Regions from separate parts of the Triticum aestivum genome. Here region 2 is linked to region 1. The links are chromatin contacts, called in public HiCAR-type maps. All regions are on one chromosome and are shown on one strand. The core of a region is the stretch at or near the end of the contact, and the rest is flanking DNA. Distances in the headings are between cores, read along the strand shown.

The links. HiCAR-type assays count read pairs that join an accessible place to other places.
Region 2: a contact with region 1 is called in a HiCAR-type map of leaf, with 2.2 times the contacts expected there. The contact joins two enhancer-like sites. A contact is called at or near these places in 1 of 5 Hi-C or Micro-C datasets (leaf) and 1 of 1 datasets of contacts at active chromatin or transcription factors (leaf).

Annotation. Positions count from the first base shown.
Region 1 is chr7B:5,451,545-5,454,841 of IWGSC CS RefSeq v2.1, forward strand. No RefSeq gene overlaps it. Among protein-coding and RNA genes, the nearest start is that of LOC123157129, 61 kb to the left of the region's middle. Within about 2 kb of position 1,492, at least 5 of the 8 cell types and tissues checked have an H3K27ac peak or open chromatin away from gene starts, as enhancers often do. A contact at or near this core is called in leaf, where this site is marked.
Region 2 is chr7B:5,488,412-5,491,708 of IWGSC CS RefSeq v2.1, forward strand. No RefSeq gene overlaps it. Among protein-coding and RNA genes, the nearest start is that of LOC123157129, 98 kb to the left of the region's middle. Within about 2 kb of position 1,685, at least 5 of the 8 cell types and tissues checked have an H3K27ac peak or open chromatin away from gene starts, as enhancers often do. A contact at or near this core is called in leaf, where this site is marked.

The DNA of each region.
Region 1 (3,297 bases), core at 242-2,741:
CATCCACGCCCGAAAGAGCTGCGACGAGTCACACACGTCGACCGCCGGCATCTGCGTGGTCACAAAGCTCTCTGGAATGGCCTAGTCGGTGGTCAGATCATCGACTGTCCCAACTGGGGGCGCTCGGAGGGAAGGGGTGTGAGGATCCGGGCGCGACGGGGGAGACTGCTGCTCCACCACGTCCGAACCTCCTTGCGACGCCGTCGCCTCCTCCCTCTCTCACTGCCGGCGTCGCTGCAATTTGTGGGCGACGTTCTCAGCCTTGCAAGTCGCCGCGGAAAAAATCACGCCGCCGACGGACGAGGAGGACAACGTCTCCGTCGTGGCGGTGTGGGTCGGGTTGGATGACATCTCCGGCGGTGGATCGGGACCGAAGGTGAGGATTGAGAGCAAGGGTGGAGGCCAGCGAGAGTCCGGGCGCGGGAATGGTTGGAGGGCGACGGGAGGAGAAGGAAGGGTTTGGTGGATTTGGTGCAATTTGGGATGGGGTAGGGTTGTCGGGTACGACGTGGCGGGCGAACCCGGCCGCCCCATATTCGCCCCATATTTGGGCTGGATATGGGGGGTGCCGGTCAGCCCGGACGTCTGAGAGCCGTTTGAGGGGCCCGTCTGGGTCAAAAAATCGTGACCGTGTAGTGACCGATCGGCCCGCTCGGGCATATGAGGTGGGTTTGAGAGGTCCGATTGTAGATGCTCTTATAGTTCACACATGGAGTAGTATCACTTTGAGAGGGAAATATTTTCAGATGGGAGAACTCTCTCCCGGTGATTCCTATAAAGATACTTTCGGAGGGAAATTAACACAGGTGGTGCTAGCAGTTAAACATGAAAGCGAAAGGGAAGGACACGTACGTACGTTCGATCGATTGACAGACAACGGAACGGATCATGACGGGTCGAGATTGATGAGATTGGCCGAGACTGCCCGTCCGTCCGTTCGTTTTCCCTCCGCCGCAGGCCGCGGCATGACTGCTCACCGCTGGTCTCGGTCGATCGATCGCCAGACGTACAGCATGTACTGCAAGAAGAATGTATGCATGGTGGAGGGCGCACGTCGACTAGTCTGCGTGCGGGTTGCCGTATGCAGTGACGTCACCATGCTACGTACATACTCTTTCAGTTTGGAATTACTTGTCAAAAAATGATGTATCCACAACTAACATACATCTAGATACATTCATTTACTGGACGAGTAATTCCGAGCGAAGGAAGTACGTATGTGCTGTCCACTGATCACTGATGGGTCGACACATACAGGTGCATGCAGCCCGGCCGGCCCCAGCTGTGTCTCGTCGTCTGTGCTTGGCTACTCAGCCACGCAGGATTTGCACTCTACGAATGGTGCCGTTTTTATGCCCCGCTTTCAGCTACAGAAGTAGCTAGACTCCTTTCCATTTCCACCCGGACAGCCGCTGATCTGTCGAACGACTAATTGACCAGCTAGCTCAGCCAAGCCACACACGGCATGCAAGATCGGATCGTCTCATCCATGCCGATCGACAACGACCGGCCGGCGACGGGCGTGGCGCGCGAGCCCCACCTCCACGTGATGGGTCCGTCCTCATCCGCGCCGATAAGATGGCGACCGGCCGGCTCCCGTACGACGCGCTCTATTTGGCTCCATAGGATGTGGCCTTCTGGAACGGCACCGGATCTTTTCCACGGCGGCCACGCCATCCACCGCGACGATCCATCCCATTCGCGCGTTGCTTCTGCGTTGCGTTGCGTTGCTTTACCGGTTACTATATGCTATGCATGCATGAACTAGCTAGGAACAGTATACGCTTGCCATTTCATAATATAAGATGTATTGATTTTCATGCAAGTCAACCATTTAAATGTTTGACCAAGATTATAGAACAAAATAACAACATCTCTAGTACCAAATAGATAAAATATGAAACTAATTTTCATGATGGATCAAATGACATAAAATTTGCATTGTTTTAAAAACTTGGTGAAACATGCACTTGTTGGACTTTTAAAAAAACAAATACACCTTTATATAATAGAACAGAGGGAGTATATGTACCTGGCCGGGTACATGGTCAACCCGCGGGGAAGAATTACTAGAAGGCAGAAATCGCACCAACCAGTTGCCTAAACCTAGATTTTCAGTACGACTCGGAAATAAAATCTAGATTTTCAGTATAGTAGTTTGGGACCAGCTATGCATCACTTGTCCGGTTTTCTTTCAAGCTAGTCGATTTTCAGATCCGTTTGATTCACATCCGATGGTTCCCGTTCATCTTCCGCATCCCTTCTCCTACCTGCCCCGGCCTAACCAGTAACTCCCCTGCCCGAGCCGCTTCCTTCGCCATGCTGCTGCCCCGAACCGCGACGTCAACGACCTTCTAGCACCTGCACCTGTCAACCTTCGACTCCTCTCCTCACGCGACGTCGTTGTCGTGCCGTCCTCGGCTCCCGTTTGTTACTTGCTCGGCTTTGATGCCACTCGCTACAGCATCCCCGTATTTGCCTCGGAGCAACGCCTTCAGAAGTCGACCAGTCAAAAAAGGTTTTTCAGGCAAATGAAGAACAACAATAAAAGGTCTGTGTGTCCTAGGCCATCAGTTTCCTTCCACCTTGCCGAGTCTTTTCTTCAGCAATCATCATGCCATTCTACTAGCTATATCCTGGTTTTGTTTCTCCCTGTGGCTCGTCATACTCGTTAATAAACATTACGTCCGTCTACGTGAATTAATTACATCGTCTTTTGTTGGGTCTACCTACAGTGATGGCATGTGACATACTAATAGACAAAGATTACAAGTAAACAAAACAGGGTATCCTCTCCGCTTTATCCGGCCGGATCATCCACTGAGAGGGACGTTCATGTGATCAACCCAGTCATCTACCCTTCTCTACTAGTACCCCTGTGGTTCCACCCATGCGACGACAGCACGGAGGGAGGAAACACCAAATCTAATCGCAAACCTCCGGGTCCCAGGCCCGACCGAGAACTGGAGATAGACATGGACATGGATGTGGGTTTCGTCGTTGGCTTTGCGCGTGCCACGCACTATTATCTATCCAGCTTGACTTGACCAGCAACAGAAGCAGCTACGTACGAAGCACTAGTACCTAACTAAATTTGCAATCCAGTTGATGCCTACTGCTCCTGCGTACGTGCACAACCACCTTCCGATCGAAGGCCAGAAACACGCACGTTGTGGTTGTGGTTGTGGATACGATCGAGCCGCTGGCCGCTGGGTAGCTTTCGTGGACGGACACTAGTACCACACGATGGGCTTCTCCGGCAGAGCCAGGGGAACATTGTATGATGGTGGTGGGTGC
Region 2 (3,297 bases), core at 435-2,934, 37 kb after region 1:
ATGGGAGATTTTGAATGAGGAATGCTCGAGTTTTTTGCAATTTTGCATCTTTGCCTACATCTGTATTTGGCAATAAGAAAGAGGCTAGGTTGTGCTAAAACACTTAGGGGTGATCATTCCTGGAGAGTAGTTTTTATTTTTTTTTTGCAAATTTTTCTGGAGAGTAGCCTTGCTTAATAAAACATTTATCATCTAAAATACTCCCTCCATTTCTAAATATAAGTTTTTATAGAGATTTCTTATTTTTTTGCGGTTGTCTTAACTGTCTTTATAGAGATTTCAATATGGACTACAACGAAGTAAAATGAGTGATTATAGACTCTAAAATATATCTATATACATCTATATGTAGTTTTTATTGAAATCTCTAAAAATACCTATATTTAGGAACGGAGGAAGTATGAGATAGTGAGCATATTAGATTGTGAATCATCTATTTAGTTTCTTCTATGTTTATGGAATGATAGAAATCTCTGTCTTTGCTTAGAAAAATGTGACTCGTACATAGTGGTGCGTCATACCATTTTTCTACGGCGGCTGGATCGTAGTACCCTTTTTTACATAAAAATCGTAGTACTCCTACGGCGGCTGAATCGTCATACCCTTTAGAAAAATGTGATAAGACAGGTACTGGCTCGGTCAAGCTAAAAAAATCCATCCATTGAGACCGGCCAGACGGCAGACGGGTAAGTTTCTGGAACAGCCTTCTAGCTTCTATGTTTTTTTAAGGGAAATGCCGTAAAGCTTCTAGGTGGTTCCTGCAGCTGGTTCACTGTGGACCTGCGACTCACGGCAGGAGAGGCGAATCCGGTGCATGCTCGCCGTTGGATACGTAGCGCTGACAATTGATGAACGGTAGATGCCAACCTAATGTGGGAAATCAACGGCTCCAAGCACCTCAAAAGCGTTTTGGCGGGAAGCTGGGAGGGAAGTGGTAAATCCAAATTCAAACTGCTACACTATAATAGTAGAGAAGAGATACATTATAATTGCACCTTACTTTTTTTTTGTAAGGTAGGGCCCCTTTTTTAGTTTCGCACAGGGCCCCCGATTTTGCCGGCCCGGCCCTGTTATAAAAGTTTGTATTGTACATGTTGATATAAAATTTGTCAAAGTTTATGAAGACTTCAGACAAATCTTATGGTATATACGAAATAAAAAGAATTGAATGGATACCTATGATCGATGAAAGATAACTGCTGATGACGACGATACTGCCCGTCCGTCAGCCCTCCCTCCGTGCCCGGCTGCAGCGTGACCCTTCGTTGTCGATGGCCAGAGGTACAAGATGCATGCACGGTGGAGTGCGCGACGCCGTAGGCGGTGACGTCGCCGTACCTACGTACATAGTACGTGCTGATATCCTTGTGTCCACTGATGATGGGTCGAGACACACACACACAGGCGCAGCCCCATCCCAGCTGTGGTCTGTGGGAATTTCCACGCCACGGACACGGAGACGGTGCTGTTTTTACCCCGTTTTCGTCTACAAAGAAGTACTCCATGGATTCCTTTTCGCAAAAAAAAAAGAAGAAGTAGCTAGATTCCATGAATTCCACCCGGGTGGCTGCTGATCGGCACAGCCACGACATGGAGAGGAACGGATCACCTCATCCACGCCGACAACGACCGTTGTTGTCTCGGCCGGCCGGGGACGGAGGTGGCGCGCGAGCCCCACCTCCACGTGATCAGTCCGTCCTCATCCGCGCCGATAAGACGGCGACCGGCCGGCCTCCCGCCCCGTACGTCGCTCTCTCTCGGGTCCTGGCTCCGACGTCGAAACCCGGCGGAGCAATCTTTTCCACGGCGCCAACGCCATCCAGCGCGACGCGCCACGACCATCCACCGTCCGCACAACGACGTACTTTGCGTACGTGCCCACGTCGATCGATCGGCTCGGCTCGGCTCGGCATCGACCCGCGCGCGTTGCCGTCGCGGCCGGAACGAGGCCGCGCGCGGGATCGACGCGAGCAGCGCAGGTGATCGCCCCCTCGCTCGCTGGCCCGGCGCTCGTGGGAATCGCGGGCTCCAATCACGAGCACTTTGTTCCGGCCAGGGAATCGCGGGGAGAACGACGGCGTATCCAGCACTGCGGCTGGCCGGCCGGAAGGGTTCGCGCGCGTTCCAGTAGTCGCTTGCATGCGCCGCCCGCATGCACGGGTGCGTGCAGCTTTCATCCTTTTGCTTTCACCCAAGGTCGGCAAAGCGAAGGGACGGCCGGCTAGGGGCCAAGCTAAGCCAAAGCCCAAGGTGTAGTAGCTACCTCTTTTTATTCATTTTGATGACAAGTATTTCCGGACAGAGGGAGTACTAGCTAGGAGTATCGATTCAAACAGGAGTACGTAGCACTTTGATCTGAAACTCCATCACACATGCATCTACGATCGGACAAGGCACGCACGAGCTGGTAACAGTATGGGGTATATGCTCTGCTTGGCACACGAAGCCTGTGGAAAAGAATTAAAAGGTAGAAATCGTATCAACCAGTTGCCTAAACTCTAGTATTTGTATTTGGCTCGGAACAACGCCTTTCACAAGTTGACCAACCTAAAAAGGTTTTTAGTCAACCAAAGAACAAGAAACTGCGAGTAGTTTTTTCTTTTCTTTAAACTGAACTGCGAGTAGTTTTGGGTTGGTTGTGTAGCTTTGAGCAAGTTTGTGCGTCCTAGGCCATATCCCCTTGGCTAGTTCCCGTGGCTTTGCTTCTACAATCATCGTCACATTCTACTAGCTACTTCCTCCGTTCCAAAATAGATTACCCAATTTTATATTAAAGTTAGTACAAATTGAGTCATCTATTTTGGAACGGAGGGAGTACATCGCGTGACACATATGCATTCATCTATGTGGAATAAACCATGTTGATCGGGTACTACAATTGAGAAACAGGCTATCTCTCTGCCTTATCCGGCCGGAGCCGGGGCCAGACCCTTCATGGACAGGGACGACCATGTGATCCATCCGTCCACCTACCTAGCCTGCCTATCCACCCATGCAACGACAGTATATATGGAGGGTCCCGTCGCCGACCAAGAACTGGAGATGGACATGGATACAGGAGAATGGGTTTCGTCGGTGGCTTTGGGTGTGGCATGCACTGTCTATCTATAGCTGCCTTGACTAGCAGCAGCAGCAGCAGCCACGTACAAGCGTACCAATCTGAAATCCCGATCTTGGTTACCACTTTTTCTTTTAGAATCCCGGCTGCCACCTGTTTCTGCGTGCACAGCTTGTTTTCGATCGGAGGCCAGGAACACGCACATTGTGGATAGGATCGACCCCGAACAGTGCCACACC